2 separate regions of the Mus musculus genome follow, and region 2 is linked to region 1. A link is a contact called in public HiChIP or PLAC-seq data. All regions are on one chromosome and are shown on one strand. The core of a region is the stretch at or near the end of the contact, and the rest is flanking DNA. Distances in the headings are between cores, read along the strand shown. Region 1 holds the start of Tut7 (terminal uridylyl transferase 7). Region 2 holds the start of Gm35333 (a long non-coding RNA gene).

Region 1 (7,725 bases), core at 1,473-3,972:
TTGCATCCTCTCCAAACTGCAGCTGCCCAACTCACAAAAATGTGGCTCCACATCACCCCAGAATCCCACACAACAGCCTTTCTAGTCTGCCGAGCTCAAAGATTTGTAAAGCTACGGTTCATTTTATTTTATTTATTTTCTTTTGAGACAGGGTCCTTTTAAACCTTAATTCAGAAGAAAAAGCATTAAGGATCACTGTGAAGCCAGTCTGGTCTACAGAGCAAATTCCACACCAGGGCACCACACAGTGAGACACTGTCTCCAAAAGGGGGCAATTTTTCCAAGTCTAATTTCATACTATAAACAGTTTTCATGCTTTCCATCCAACTCACGACTTTATTTCACTTCAGCAAATATACTGACTAGATAGAAATAACTTTTTCCTGTTTTTTTCAAATAATTGTTATTACAACATCTATGTGCACATTTTGGAAAAATACAATCACTTTGTATCAATATTAAAAAATGTATTAGAAATGAAGTTTTAGCACTGGGAGGTCCAAGCAAGTGAATCTAGTTAAGGCTAGCCCTGACTACATGAAGCAGCAGCAGATTTTGATTCTTCTGAAAGGGAACAGCACTGCTTTTCTCTGCATTACGATTCTCTAAATTTCTATTTCCCAAATTTTGTTGTCAAGCTTGTATTCCAACTACTCGGGGTCCTGTGCCAGTTAGTTTGGTTAAACGGAAACTTGGTTTCTTTTTTCCCCCACAACTTCCTCTTTCCCTGTCACTACTTCTCTCCATCCCTCCTGCCTCCCTCCCTCTTTGTAATATACACAGCCTATACTCTGTCTTAACAGTAAATATTTTCAGTTTTATACTGTCATGTGCATGTTGAACCTATTTTAAAATTAAAATCATGTACACAAAAATAATGCCGACTATGGAAATTAGAGTATGATCTCTGAGGTTAAGTGGCCACCCTCCTCCTCTCCCATAAGGTGTTTACTAAAGTAAAATGAGCCTGGCTTTTCTGCTTAGTTTTTAGGGGACAGTACTGCACCTGCCTTGGAGCTTGTGATGGTCCAATGCATGAAATATGTTGAGGCTGCGCAATTATACTGCAAACACTAACACACTCACATTAAAGGGCTCATGACTGAAAAGAACAACACTTATTTGGATGAAGAAAATAGCACAGACACACAGTCTAGAGACTTGAGGCATACCAGGACTTCCTGCTTCCATTTCTGACATGGCTTCTAGGCTGCTGAGGTCTTTCTGAAACAGCCTTCTCACAGCTCTGCAGCCTCTCCCCTCCTGCCACCTGTAGGCATCGTCACTTTCCTGAAAGGATTCCTTCCTTGAGCGGCTTATGACAGGAATCCTAGGTCCGGGCTTGAACTCTCTCCAGCTGTCTGCATTACCAGCGAGTTCATCAGATAGCCATTTTTTATTTTGATCTTTGTGGTTATCATTCATCCAAGCAGGCTGACTGTAAATTGGGTTTTTAAATGCATATGGATTGCTGGAAACCCCATACAGTCCTTTCCTGGGGGTGTTCCCATAGTTCCCGGGTGATATCTTCTTTTTTGGAAGGCCCTTTTCCATTTTACTGCTATGGCCTTTAGCATAATCATCCATTATTAAATAATCTTGTTGGGGATGGCCCCTTCTGAAATCATCATCATCAATAATTCCACGGTCTTTAGTGCGCTTCACAAAGTAAGGTTTTGCTGTATCTCCCATGGTCTTTGACTTCAACTTTCTTACTTTGTACCTGAAAGAAGGCATTGGGGGAGGGGGGAACAAAACAAAATTGTAAAATAATATCATACCAAATACTCAAAGTAACACACGGGTGCCCTGAAGCCTTTATCTTCCCCCATTTAAAAATTAAATTGTTACCACATTCCTAATAATTAATGCATTCCAGAAGTTACAGTGTTCATAAAAACTGGTCCTTATTTAATACAAAGACTAAATCTGAAGACACTTCTATAGTCTCAGAAACTAAAGAAGTAACTTCTATGTAACGAAAGCACCTCTCTTCAAAGTAAACATCCTAAGTCAACACTGTTACAAAACTCCCAAATCTATTTCTTTTTTTTAAAGTTGGCAATTACTTTTAGGTATCAAAGTAGCCGAAACTATGTGAGCAGATTTCAGTTTCGATCAGCCCCCACTCTAAGCTTCGCTTTTCAACCCGGCGCGACCGCTGGGCGAAGGGACAGCACTTCCCACTAAGGTACCGCTCTAAGGGTCCAGGCTTCCGACCAAGGGACAACGCCAGCTGACTTACCCGACTTCTCAGTCCCCAGCCCCAGACAAGTCCAGTTTCGTCACCAACCACAATCCTCCGCAGGATGACACTCCTTTTCCTTCCCCATTCGGCTGCCCCACCCCTGTGTGCCTCAGTTTCCACCAGCGGAGTCCCCAGGCGAAGGAGGAGGCGGTTCCGCGCTACTGGCCACGAAGCCGCCGTGGGGAATAGGAAGCAGGAAGCGCCCGGCCATTGACAGGGTTCCGGGGTTCCCCGGACCAGGGCCGGAGCCCCGACACAAAGTGAAGACGCGGACTCGAACCCGAGGGCTCCGGGCGCACAGCCGGGCCGAGGCGGCCGGAGAAGGACGGCGCCAACGTACCTCGGGGCCGGGCAGATACGCTTCTGGGGGCGGGGGGAACCCACGGGCCCAGCCCGGAGGCGAGTCCCGGAGGGACGCGACGAGACGGCGCCCCGGAGCACTCACCAGCGCCGCTGCGGTCCCCCGCCGCTTCCTGTCCGGGCCCGGCTCCTCACCGTGTTTTCCTTCAGCCCCACTTCCGGCGCTCAGCGCCGTCTCATTGTGCGCGATTGGAAGACTGCGGTGTCCCCGCCCCGCGCTCCGCGGCTGGCCGGAAGCGCGCACCGGAAGCGCGCGCCGCCCAGGTTCCTCCCAGCGCCGGGGGCGCGCCGCGGGTGCGGGCGCAGAGGTCCGGGGTTGCTCCCTAGCTACCTGCGAGATCCGTCGCCCAGTGCTTTCGGGTTCCCCCGACGCCCCTCTGTGGCTGCTCGGGAAGCTGGGTCTTTTTATAATTCCGAGTGGCTCCAAGTTTCAGTGAGGGCCTTGTGAACGACCTTGAAGGAAGTTCAGCGGCCTAAACCTCTGGATTAAGCTCGACCTGGGGGTAGAAAGAGATTCAACTTTTTTTTTTCTTTAAGAACTAGCAAACAGCCGGAGAGTGGTGGCACATGCCTTTAATCCCACTTGGAGGGAGGCAGATTTCTGAGTTCGAGGCCAGCCTGGTCTACAGAGTGAGTTCCAGGACAGCTACGTCTACACAGAGAAACCCTGTCTCAAAAAAACAAAAAACAAAAACTTAGCAAACAACACAGAGTTGCTTTTTTTTTTTCTAATTGAACATTCATTGTTATCTAAAGTGTCCTACATGCCTTGAAAGCCTCAAGCAACTAATGAATAGAAGTGCTGGAAAAAATAAGGCAGTTTTCATTTCTACCTCTACAAAGTATAAATTTAAATCCATTGGGTTCTTTAGCCAACAGTCTTAAAGTGAAGAATGCATACAGCCTTTGCTATTCCAAGAAACTGTCTTTAAAACTGTAAATAAATACTAACTCAATCCTACTAGTTCAGGAAGAAAGGAATACAATTGAAATTTAAAAAGCAAAAGAGACATAGCTAAATGGTTGATATTCTACAACCAACTTGTTTTGTCAGTTTCCTCTTGCTGTGTGGGTTTGGGGATTTCTGAGTTCAAGGCTAGCCTGGTCTACAGAGTGAGTTCCAAGACAGCCAGGGCTACACAGAGAAACCCTGTCTCGGAAAAAAAAAAAAGTATTTACATTCCAAATGCTGCATCCTGGTTCCCCCCTCCCCCTTCCTTTCCCCAGGACCCCTCCTTTCACCTCTGAGAGGGTGTCCCCCCCCCACTTCATTGCCCAACCCTGGTATCATAAGGCACATCCTCTCCCACTGAGGCCAGACAAGCCTTCCCAGAAAGCCATCTTTCTCTAGGGTCCCACAGCTAGTAGCTGTTCTGAATATAACTTGAGAGTTCCTGTCACTGACAGTAAAAGTTCCATGTATCAGACTCTGACCACCAAGCAATGTAGACGTATTAAGAGAATGAGGGGGCTGAGGGAATGGGTGAGAAGATTTGCTACTTTTACAGAGGAGCAAATTTCACTTCCCATCACCCAAGGTGGTTGCTCACAGCTGTCTATAACTGGTCTCCTAGGGGATCTGACACGAGTGGACTCCACCAGCACCTGCATGCCCACACACAGACACACACACACACAAGGACACACACACACCCTTCAGAAAGGACGAAGGTACATTAGAAAGTACTCTAGGGGAAAAACCAATGGCAAAGCTTGGCCCTTAAGGAGACCTGATTGAAATCCAAACCTTCACCAGCGGGAAGCATGTGTTCTTAGCAGCTCTGTGTGACTTGAAACATACTCTTAAAACATTTGTGATAGCCTCTTATGTAGATGTCTTTTGTTCTGAAAATTCATCGGAGCCAAACTAATAATCTGTTTGCCAGGCAGACAGTGGCATTTCATCGAGTCCAAAGGGAGCTGACGATGCATCATTATATTTATGATGGGCCAAAGCCGCGTCACCACACCCAGGTGAGTAATCTCTGAAGTCCTGGCTTAGGTAAGTCCTTGGTTCCTAGAACCCTAGAGGAAGTACACAGCACACACTGTTCTAAGGATTTAGAATATTTTATATGCATTCTCTTCAATATATATCCGTAGTCTTTTCCTATTTTAAATAGTTGCTCTTAAGGTTCATGTTGAGTGCTGGAGATATGGCTCAGTTGTTTTTGAGAATTTATTACTCTTGCCCCAACATACTAGTTCACTACTGATCATAATTTCAGTTCCAGGGGTTCCATGGCCCTCTTCTGACCTCTATGGGGCAACAGATACACATGTGTATAGACAATATGTTAGCAAAACACTCATACACATTAAAAATAAATCCCAAATAGAGAGAGATATGCATCTTCAGGGGCTGTAGAAGTGACTCAGTGGTTAAGAGCAGTGGCTGCTCTTGCAGAAGACTCAAGTTCAGTTCTAGTCATCCATTTTAGGTTGCTTAGAACCACCTGTCACTCCAGCTCCAGGAGGATACAAATGCTTCTGGCTACTTAGGGCAACTGTACTCACACACACACATGCACACACATAATAAAAATAAGAAATGTTTGAAATATTATTCATTTGAGGATGCAGCTCATTTGGAAGAATGCTTTGGATTCCCTCTCCAGGACTGAAAAAAAATCATACTGAGGACCTAGTACTAATAAAAAAACTACTGACTGCAAAATAAACCTGTCAGAATATATTGGAGATTTATATTGGTCATGAAAATTCTATTGCAGTTGAAACGTTTGCTTTGGATTTGCTTGGAAGTCCTTAAGAGGAAGACAGCTTCTTAAAATGTCTGTGGCATTGCTTCAGTAACCTGGAGCACAAACATGGGGACAGGAGGCAATAGATGTTGCAGACTCGAGACACTGCTCTTCATGTTACAATGTATCTTCTGTAGGGGATAGAAGTTGTTACCAGGTTACATTTGTAACAAACTCTATCCTTTGTTCTGTAGGTCGGAGAAATCAGAAGTCTGTAAAGTAAAATTGTCCTCATAGTTTTATCAGCTAAGTGTTTTTCTCTTTCTCTCAATGCTTTTCTTTGTCCACTTTGTTAGTAAGTTATTTTGACTCTTTCTTTAAATACTCCTGAGAAAAGAAAGAAAGATAAACATGTCCAAAGTCCAGTGACTTCTTACCACTTCTCTAGGCTGCAACTTGGTGCCAGCTGCCAATCAGCCTGGCTTGGCTGGCTTGCCACAGTCAGTAGCTTCCAGAGAGTTAAGCTTGTCTTAAGTTCTTGTTGCTTCTAAGGGTGAACACAGGTTCTTAAAGTGTGCACACAACTTTGTTTACCTTCAGACACACATTTACTATTTTTCCTGAAGGTAAAACTTGACATGTATTGGATCTTTGGTTCCTGCCTTCTTTTGCTTTTCTTTACAAGCTGATAAGATGAAAGCAGGTAAAAAGGTCAAAAGAGTTTTATTCCAAGTTGGTCACAGAGAGATTAAGATGTGTTAAGCCAGGTTTCATGGTGCATTCCTATATAGTCAGAAAGCTGAGGCAGGAGAATTCTGTGAGCTTGAGGACATCCTGGGTACACACACACACTCACACACATACACACGGGGGGGGGGGGGGAGGAGGAAGGGGGAGGGGGAGAGAAGTGTAATTCCAGTGCTTGAGGCAGGAGGATTACCACAAGTTCAGGACTGTTTGGTCTATATAGCAAGTATCAGGATATGCAGGACTTTATATCAAGATCCTATCTCAAAAGAAAAGAAAGTTTTAAAAAGGGATTTGACTGTTAATGTGGATTATAATCTTGCTTGAGAGGTTCAAAGAAGAGTGCAGGCTTATAGAAGAAAGGAAACAGCTAAACTCAAAAGTCTTATGGATTTTGACCTTAAGTGGCTCTCTGGTGTTCAGAACTATTTTGTTGTTGTTGTTGTTGTTGTTGTGAGTTGCATTACAGTTACTGACTTTCAGCTGACAAGTAAGATGTTTCTTTCTCATGTTCTACAATTTCCCATCTTTCTCTGCTGTTTCAATCTTCCTTTGGATATGTATGTCATATCCTCTTTGTCTTTTTTATTTCTGCTCAAAGGTCATGTTCCATCGCAGCCCCCTCTGAACCCCATTTACTCTTTCTTCCCCATCCTCTCCTCTCCTTTGTTGTGCTGGGAGGTGCAGAAGTCAGGCAGGCCAGCATTCTTATCACCTAGCTACACTCTAAGCCCATTTATTGTTTGTTTGTCTTGAGACAGGGTCACACTCTAGCTCAGGCTGGCCTGGGACTCACTGTGGTAGCCCAGGAGGGCCTCAAACTCCCAGCAGTTTTCCTGCCTCCAGCCTCCTGAGTACTGAGGCTGGGGCTTGGGATCAAGCCAGAAGTGAGCTATCTGTGAGAGAGCAAGGTCTGACCCAGCAGCTGCTTCTTCCCTTGTCTCTCTCCATCCTTACCGTGTTTCTCTCTTGTAGCACTCCGGAAGTGTACCAGATTCTTCAGTTACTCATCACAATTACTTGCTGTCACAGTCCTCCAATACAAGTTTATTTTTGAACTTTTAAAAATTGAAAATACATGCTTCGCTTATCCAACCTCAGTAACAGCCCACCCCACCTCCACCCCCTGCTTCCAGTCCTCCTAGCTCCTTGCCACCTCCCCTCTAACCCAGATCCATTTCCCCTGTTCCCTCTTCAGAAAAGAGAAGCAGGTCTCCAAGAGATGACAGCCAGACAGGACAAAACAAGATACAATAATACAAGACATAAGCCATCATATCAAGGCTAGATAAACAACCAAATAGAAGGAAAAGTCCCAAGAGCTGGCAAAAGAGTCAAAGACACACTCACTCCCACTGTGAGGAGACTCACAAGAACACCAAGCTAACAGCCATAGCATATATTCATGTAGAAGACCTGGTGTATACCCATGTATACCCCGTGCTTGCTGATTCATCCTCTGTGAGCCTGTGTGAGCCCTGCTTGGTTGACTCAGTGGGTCATGTTCTCCTGGTGTCCTGCATCCCCTTTGACTCCTACCATCTTTTCCCCTGCTTCCACATGGTTCCCCGATCTCTGAGGGGAGAGACCCAATGGAGACCTCCAATCTACACACTTTCTTTGTATAATGTGGGGCTGTGAGTCTCTTTACCCACTCCCATCTGCTGC
Region 2 (7,725 bases), core at 1,923-4,422, 610 kb after region 1:
GCTAAGATAATTGGGGGGTGGGGGGCGGCTACCAGAGTAGGTCAATAGAGTATTTTAAGAGCAGATAGTAGACCATTAAGCTTCCCTGTCTTTGACACAGATTGCCAATGCTGTTCATACTGACATCTAAGTATCTCCTCCCTCTCTCCTTACCACTCTCTCTCCCTTCCTCCTTCCCTCTCTCCTTCTTTCCTTCCCTCCTTTTCTCTCTCCTTCCTGCCCTTTCTCCCTCCCTCCCTTACTCTCTCCTCCCCTCCTGCCTTCCCTCCCTCTCTCCTGTCTTCCCTAACTTCCTCCCTTCTTCCCTCCCTCTCTCCCTCCCTCTCTCCTGTCTTCCTTCCCTTTCTCCCTCCTTCCCTCCTCTTCCTCCCTCTCTCCTGCCTTCCCTCTCTTTCTCCCCCCTCCTTCTCTACCTCCCTCCCTCTCTCCACCTCTCCCTCCTTCTTTCCTGCCTTCCCTCTTTCCCTCTTCCTCTCTCTTTCCCACCCTCCCTCCCTCCTTTCCTTTCTTCATTGCTTCTGAGGCTGCCTTACTCTTTACACCACTGTCTTCAGTTCTAGTACCTTTTTGAGATAATTATATAAAAATGTTAAAGGTTGGAGACCCATTCATTTTTATTAAATAATTGTATTAATTCTTAGACAATTTCATACATGTATATAATGAATTTTGATCATATTCATACCTACTTCTCTTATTCTGCCTCCTGTCCCCTTTCTTCTTACCAAGAAGTTTTCCTCCTACATTCATTCTCTTTTTAAAAACTTTTTTTAAAAAATCTATTGTATGTGTATGGATGTTGTGCCTGAATGTACAACTAGGCGCCATATTCACTCAGTGTCTGTGGAGGCCAGAAGAGGGCGCTGGATGCCTTAGAACTGGAGTTACAGACAATTGTGAACTATCATGTGGGGCACTGGGCTATGCACATCATGTGAGTGCTGGCTGTCAAGCATGATCCTCTGGAAGAGCAGCCAGTGCTCTTAACTGATGGGCCATCTTTGTTGCACCCTTTAAGAATAGCCTATTGAATTTCATTAGCGCTGCTTGCATGGACTTGCATATGGGGTTTTTGGCTGGGACATGAACAACTTAACCAATGAAGAGATATGGCTTCCTCTCTCCAGCAATAACTCCTCAGCTAGAGGTGGGCCGCCATGAGTCCCTCTACCACTCATACTGGAAGGTTGACAGGCTCAGTCTTGTGTAGGTGACAGAGCCACTTTGAATTCAAGAGTGCAGTGGCCATGTTGTGTGCAGAAGTCAGACTCAGAGACCTCCTGTCTCCCAGCTCTTAGGTTCTTTCTGAAATACTTCCTTTACAAGGATTGCATTTGCTTCTGTCATATGGCATTTTCCCTCTGGACCCTTTAGAACTGTGAGATGCAGCGCATTCTCAGACGCTGAGCAGCAGCTGACCATGCCTGATCTCGTCCATGAAATGGGCAACCAAGTCTGCTCACTTGCTGCAAAGCTATTCTGCTAACCCAGACTTGCATCTGTGCAAGAACCTTGACTGCAAGGACAATTAGGACCCCCGTTTGAAGGTTCCCTCAGATGAGCACTTCTCAAGCTCTAACTATGGTGAGCATAAAATTTAATCTCCATGCAAAGAGCTTGGAAGGGGGGATAGGGGGGAGGGTGTCCTTGTCAGGATGCTCTGTCATGGCAGACCACCACAGGCTGAGTAACCCTAAAGTTGCAAGTTTGTCTGGCTCACAGCTCTGGAGGCTGGGCAGAGGTCACGAGCCACATCTGGCGAGGCGGTCCTTTTCCTTCTTTCCTTGACAATGGGAATCACATGGTGCAAGCCTTCCCACCATGGAGAAGACTGAAGTTGCTTTGCAACAAACCCACTCCCACAAACAGCGTTGACCCATTTCTGAGGCCAGACACTTGATCTCCATATTTCCCTAAAGGTCCCACCTCTGGACACAGTTGGATTGAGGAATAAGTGTCCACACACGACAGAGAGCAGAAGGGATTATTTCATCTGAGTTGGGTCTACAACACTTTCTAAATATTTGAAAGGCTTCAATGAATTTAATCAGTGAATTATCATCAAATAAAGCTGATTACTGCTATTCTAGGCACAGTAATCAAATCAATCCCAAGACCAATGTAAAGGTACGAAGACAACACTGCTCTACACAGGAGACCAGAATGTCACGTGCTTGGGAAAGCAAGTCCAGAAAGGACAGGTATAGAGCAGAATTTACACACTCTCCCTAAGGCGAGATAGAAGGTCCAAAAGTCAGCATATCCTTGAAACTAATCTTGTCTAAGACTGCCATTCAATGCCATGGAATCACATGAGTTTTGCTACATACTCTGTCCTGGAATGGAGTCCCTAGGCTGATTGTTTTTGACATAAAGAAGACACACTTCATCCATGGATTTAGTCAAAACAGGCTGTCACAGTACATAGCCCCTCAGGGTCCACCATGGTCACTGCTGGTCATTGAACAGAGAGCACCAGGCAGGGGATGGACAGCTTGGATGTCCAACAGGACACTGCCACTTCTCACGGGTTCCAGGACAGTGAAGAGGGCACCCGGAATCCTCTCTGATGAGCACAGGAGAAAAGCAGACCCAGTCTGACCAAGAATGCCTTCTGAAGGGTGTGCTGCTGTGGTCTTTAACCTCAAGTGGATTGTCAACTTGGAGCTAATGAGACATCTCCACTGCTCTCCCCCATGGCTTGTGCATGAAGTCAGGAGGAGGACCCTTCTCCAGCACAAGGTCCAGTGATTACAGCTGTATACTCTCATTTCCTTGTGTGTCCTTAGCAGCACAAATGCAGGGGTAAAATCAGCCAGAAAAATCACAGTGACATCCTCCTTTGACCCCAAGTGGCCAAATGATGAACGTTTTGAAAACCATTTCATAGTCCTGACCCTGGGAAGATTTTTTTTTTCACTGTTCATGCCTTGCGGTCTGTTTGAACTTAAAGTCAGTTTACACTCTGGGGGAATGCATTTCTCCTCAGCTGTTTCTACATAGCTTCCTGGATGTGAAAACCACCATAGCTCGCAAACATGGCTGCTTTCGATCCTCTCATAAACAAATTCAGCAGCAATCATGGTGCTGTGGTCACCGTGGGACTTGGTGTTGCTCAAGCACCGCTTCAGCCGTTTGTTCTGTAGAGTCTGATTATAACGTTTCATCCCAGATCTGGTGAGCAAGCAGACACTCATCTGCTGGCCCCCTGCCTGCGGGCTTTCCCCTTTACCCCCATATGCGTATGACACATCATGACAAACTCAGGGTTAGAATGGTAAGGTCAATAATGGCCTGAGACCTTCCATAATATAAAAGTGAGTTATTTGAAAACATGTCTGTGTCTAAGATTATATTCAGGGAGTCTTTCCTGAATAATTTTAGTGGACCTAAATTGCAGCCATGGGGATCCTTAAAAGAGGGAAGCAAAGAGAAATTTGACAAAGACAAGAAGTGAGATGGTAATAGGAACAGGGATGCTGAACGTTGTGTGTGCAGGAGCTACAAATCACAGTGGGAAGTGACTCAGTGCTATAAGCAAGAAGAGTGTTCACGTCTGGCTCCTTCAGGAAGGACCGATGTCCTCCCACAACACCCTGACTCTGAACTTCTGTTTTCCAAAACTGTAAGAGAATAAAGTTTTGATATGTTAAGGTATCTTGGTTGTTACAGCAGCCAATGGAAACTCATACACTAGAATCAGTCTATTAGCATGTCAGCTTCCCATAGTCACCACGACAGAACCAGGCTTGTGCCTCTCAGCTTGGGAATCTCTGTGACAATGCTGAGAAAGGTCTGACCTGTGCCACTTTGACCTCTTCTGATCGCACAAAAGGAAAGCGAAAGCTCACAGTGGACATTGAGACGTGAATTCCAGTGTTCCAGGGTAGGCTCCCTGCATTGCGCTCTACCTTCTCATCCAAGTGACACACCAGGTGGGATGTCCTCCTACCTCTTAACAGCCACAAGGACTTACTCTATTTTAACTGGGTGTACTGGCTGGTTTTGTGTGTCAACTTGACACAAGCTGGAGTTACCACAGAGAAAGGAGCCTCTCCTGAGGAAATGCCTCCACGAGATCCAGCTGTAAGGCATTTTGTCAATTAGTGATCAATGGGGGCGGGCCCAGCCCATTGTGGGTGGTGTCATCTCTGGGCTGGTGGTTCTATAAGAAAGCAAGATGAGCAAGCCAGGGGAAACAAGCCAGTAAGTAACATCCTTCCATGGCCTCTGCATCAGCTCCTACTTCCTGACCTGCTTGAGTTCCAGTTCTGACTTCCTTTGGTGATGAGCAGCAGTATGGAAGTGTAAGCTGAATAAACCTTTTCTTCCCCAACTTGCTTCTTGGTCATGATGTTTGTGCAGGAATAGAAACCCTGACTAAGACAAAAATGAATTTAGTTCGTTTTTCTGGACATCAATTTCATCTCTGCAAATAGAGTTCATAAAACATCTGCATGGTGCAGAAGAGAAAGGGGAGACAGGAAGTCTGCATCAAAAGTTCTGTAATAGATTCTTTCTACCCAGATAAAATCTCTTCCTAATTTTTCAGTCTCTTGTCACCTGCACAACTGAAACATGGCTGTTTTCTCTCAGAAATGAATTCTATAAAAAAGAGCTGGAGGGAGCCAAAGAGAGATTGCCACAATTAAGAGCAGGGGGAGATGGCTCAACTGTTAAGAGCATCTGACACTCTTACAGAGGACCCAAGTTAAGTTCCCAGTGCCCACACACCTTGGCAACCTGTGGCCACAGTTCTTGAGGATCTGACACCCTCTTCTGGCACCTGAAGGTACAGCATGCACATACATGGTGCATATAAATGAGTGCAAGGTAAAACACTCATACACATATAATAAAATAAATCTTTAAAATATAAAAATAAAGAGAGCTGGCAGTCAGAGAATCCCCTACGAGCTTTTTGTTTTAACCTGCACAGCCTAAGTTTAGTCACAGCATTTCTTTTTAGAGGTAATTTTCAACTCCAGGAAACTCTAGGATAAAATGTAGGTAACACAATCCAATTATAAAAAAATATTTATTATAAATTTAATAAGAAATGCCATCAGTTTTCAAAATTTAAGTAAATTAAGGAAAAAAGAGAAATATTATATATTTTTTCCAAAACTGTAAGAGAATATATATATGCATATATATACATATAATGTGTATGTTTGTATATATGTGTGTATGTGTGTGTGTATTTCAACTTTACATTGCATTCTGTGCAACTCTATAAAAGGAAAAATGTTATTTGAGGGTCTTATTTATGCTTCATAGCTTCAGGCATTTAAAAAATATCATTAACATAAGCCAGGTTGAAACAAAATGGCAGTTTCTAAAGTCTAAATTAAATTGGTTGCTATCCAAGACTTTTTGCATTAAGAGATGCCAGGAAATAAAATGGATCATTAATCATTTTCTGCAGGTATTTGGAGTCTCTATAAACTCAGAGATGAAAGTGGTTAGGGACCAGTATGCAGGGGCTCACTCAAATGGAAGAGCCAAATATAGGGGTCAGGGAGAGGCATGGAGTGCCAAAAAACTAGCCAAGAGTCTGGGGCAGTCCCTGATTGGGAGAGCAGTGCCTCACTGGGCTTGTGGGTCATTGTCTATAAAACAAGGAGTCAGACTAAAGTTGTTCTGAATCCAGATGATCAAGAATGACCAAGGAGAACAGTGGTCCAAAGTGAACAAGCAGATGGAAGAACATTTACAGAGTTCTCATGTCTGAGGACCAGAATGTGAGGTATCAAACTTGGAACTAGGAACATCTCACCTCACCGCTGTAGAGAGAAGGTCAAGGCCTATGCTGCATAAGACACAGTGAATGTCTGAATTAATCCATTCTGGTCTTCTGGGGGAAAAAAAAATCTGCTGTGTAGCCTGGAAGAGGAGTCCTTTCTAATGCAAGGACTTAGCTCGTTGTAGCTCTCCCCAGGGGACAGGAAACCTCTGATTCTAGCCCAGCTCCCACTCCCTCCATTCTCTATGCCAGACTCAGAACCACATCGCCTCCCACCTCCTTTGGCCTCTTCACATACCATTTCTCTCAGGCACACACAAAACTCACCCTCTCCAGAAGCCATCACCCTTCCCTGGGAGAAATCCCTTGTTAGCAATGCACAGCACACACTCCTCCCCTCCTCCATATTCCTCTCTCAGGACGAGGAAGTCTACCTTCTCCTCTGAGTGCTAACATCTGTGACTTCCACCTTCTTACCAGCTGTAAGAAAGCAGGGCTCAGTTGGGTTTTGCTTTGTCCCGGAATACTCAAACCTTAGCATGGGGACTAAACTTCCTATTTACGTATCCAAGTCTCTAAACTATCCCAAGAAAGAGTTTTTTTCAACCGCACTATTATGGGTAATGAGGGAAGAGTTCCTTAAAAGGTGATCTCATCTAACTATAAACCAGGCTCCTTTCAATTAATCATATCAGAAAACTGGCAAGGAAGGCTTCCCTAAGATGTACTCCCTTCGAGCAATGGGAGCTTGCCGCTGCCCTGACTCTTTATACTCCCTCTTTCCAAACAGAATGTTTTAATTTGGAGAAAATAATGAACCTCAAGAGAAAAAGGGGAAGGGGAAAGCAGCCACAGGGGCCAGGGAATTTAAGTTCATGTCTGGTTACCATTTAGGGCCTGGAGGGAAACAGCAAGAGCCACGGATCTGGCTATTGCGACTGTTCTTTGTTCTGCTTTTTTTTTTTTTTTTTAAAGAAAGAAAATTCCATAAAACACTGTCCTGGGGCTTAGAGCAAAACTGTTTTCTGTATTATTAAGAATCTAAAGCCAGTGTTTCTTCAACCTTCTGTAAACTCACAGTAAAACGTTTGTTATTAGAAGGGAACATATGAGCTCAGGGTTGAGAGATTTCATGATGAAAGTATTTTCATAAAGGAGGAGACCACAGTACTGACCCTCCATAAGTTAAGGAATGCGGTGGACACCTCAGCACCAGGAGGGGTGGAGGAGGCATCTCAGTGTTGAGCAGGAAGGAGGGAATTACACAATCAGGCTTTGGGGGCACAGCTCACACATGGTATGTAAAGGGAAGTCCAGAGGTGCAGAGAAGGTGAAGGGTCAGTCATATGGACCATGGGAAGAGTCGAACGGCAAAGCTTATCCATCAGAACGTTCAGGGGAGTGGAGACTAAAGAGAGACTGCCAGAGATAAGAGAAAAATGTAAACACAACCTCCAGCACCCGATGTTCCAGAGCAGGAGAAAACATCCATAAATTGTGCAGGAATGTGATGATTCCGAAGCTGGGAGGGTGGGTCCACTCCAGAACTTATTCTTTATGTTGTGGAACCAGAAAATCAAACGACAAAGAGGGATGGGCAAGCTGTCCAATCTCTCCCCTATATGCCCCTCCCACCTCCTCCTTATAGGAAGACGAAGTCTGGTCCTCGAGCCAGGCCAACCTGAGCCAAGTGGCCCTGCCTCTCTGGCCTCTCATTTCTCATGTATAGAGGGGGTGTTTCTAGCCCATCTTAGGTCCAGAAGGCCCCAAACATCTGGGCCACATGCATGTGGAAAGGCACAGATTGCGGGACCCCCAGCCCTACTGTTCCCTGGACCAGCTGGGCTGGATTGCCAGGGGGCTCAGCTTCTTCGAAGTTCAATTTTTCTCCTTATGAAAATGCTGGACACTGTGAGGAATCTCCTCCGTGGCGGAGAGATGATCAAAAATGCACACAGACTTACACAGTTGGGACAGTG

What was found. HiChIP or PLAC-seq counts read pairs in DNA pulled down with a chosen protein or histone mark.
Region 2: a contact with region 1 is called in a FOXA1 HiChIP or PLAC-seq map of pancreatic cancer cells. The contact joins the enhancer-like site here to the promoter of Tut7 in region 1. A contact is called at or near these places in 3 of 39 promoter capture datasets (cranial neural crest, maxillary cranial neural crest and second pharyngeal arch cranial neural crest) and 5 of 115 datasets of contacts at active chromatin or transcription factors (craniofacial prominence, embryonic midbrain, kidney and 2 more).

What each region holds. Positions count from the first base shown.
Region 1 is chr13:59,820,388-59,828,112 of GRCm38.p6, forward strand. It overlaps Tut7 (terminal uridylyl transferase 7), which reads right to left and starts at 2,723. Exons shown (of 27, transcript NM_001373962.1): 1 at 2,246-2,723; 2 at 1,173-1,723. The coding sequence starts at 1,692.
Region 2 is chr13:60,428,474-60,436,198 of GRCm38.p6, forward strand. It overlaps Gm35333 (a long non-coding RNA gene), which reads right to left and starts at 6,287. Exons shown (of 4, transcript XR_873552.2): 1 at 6,074-6,287. Within about 2 kb of position 3,173, at least 31 of the 459 cell types and tissues checked have an H3K27ac peak or open chromatin away from gene starts, as enhancers often do. A contact at or near this core is called in pancreatic cancer cells, where this site is marked.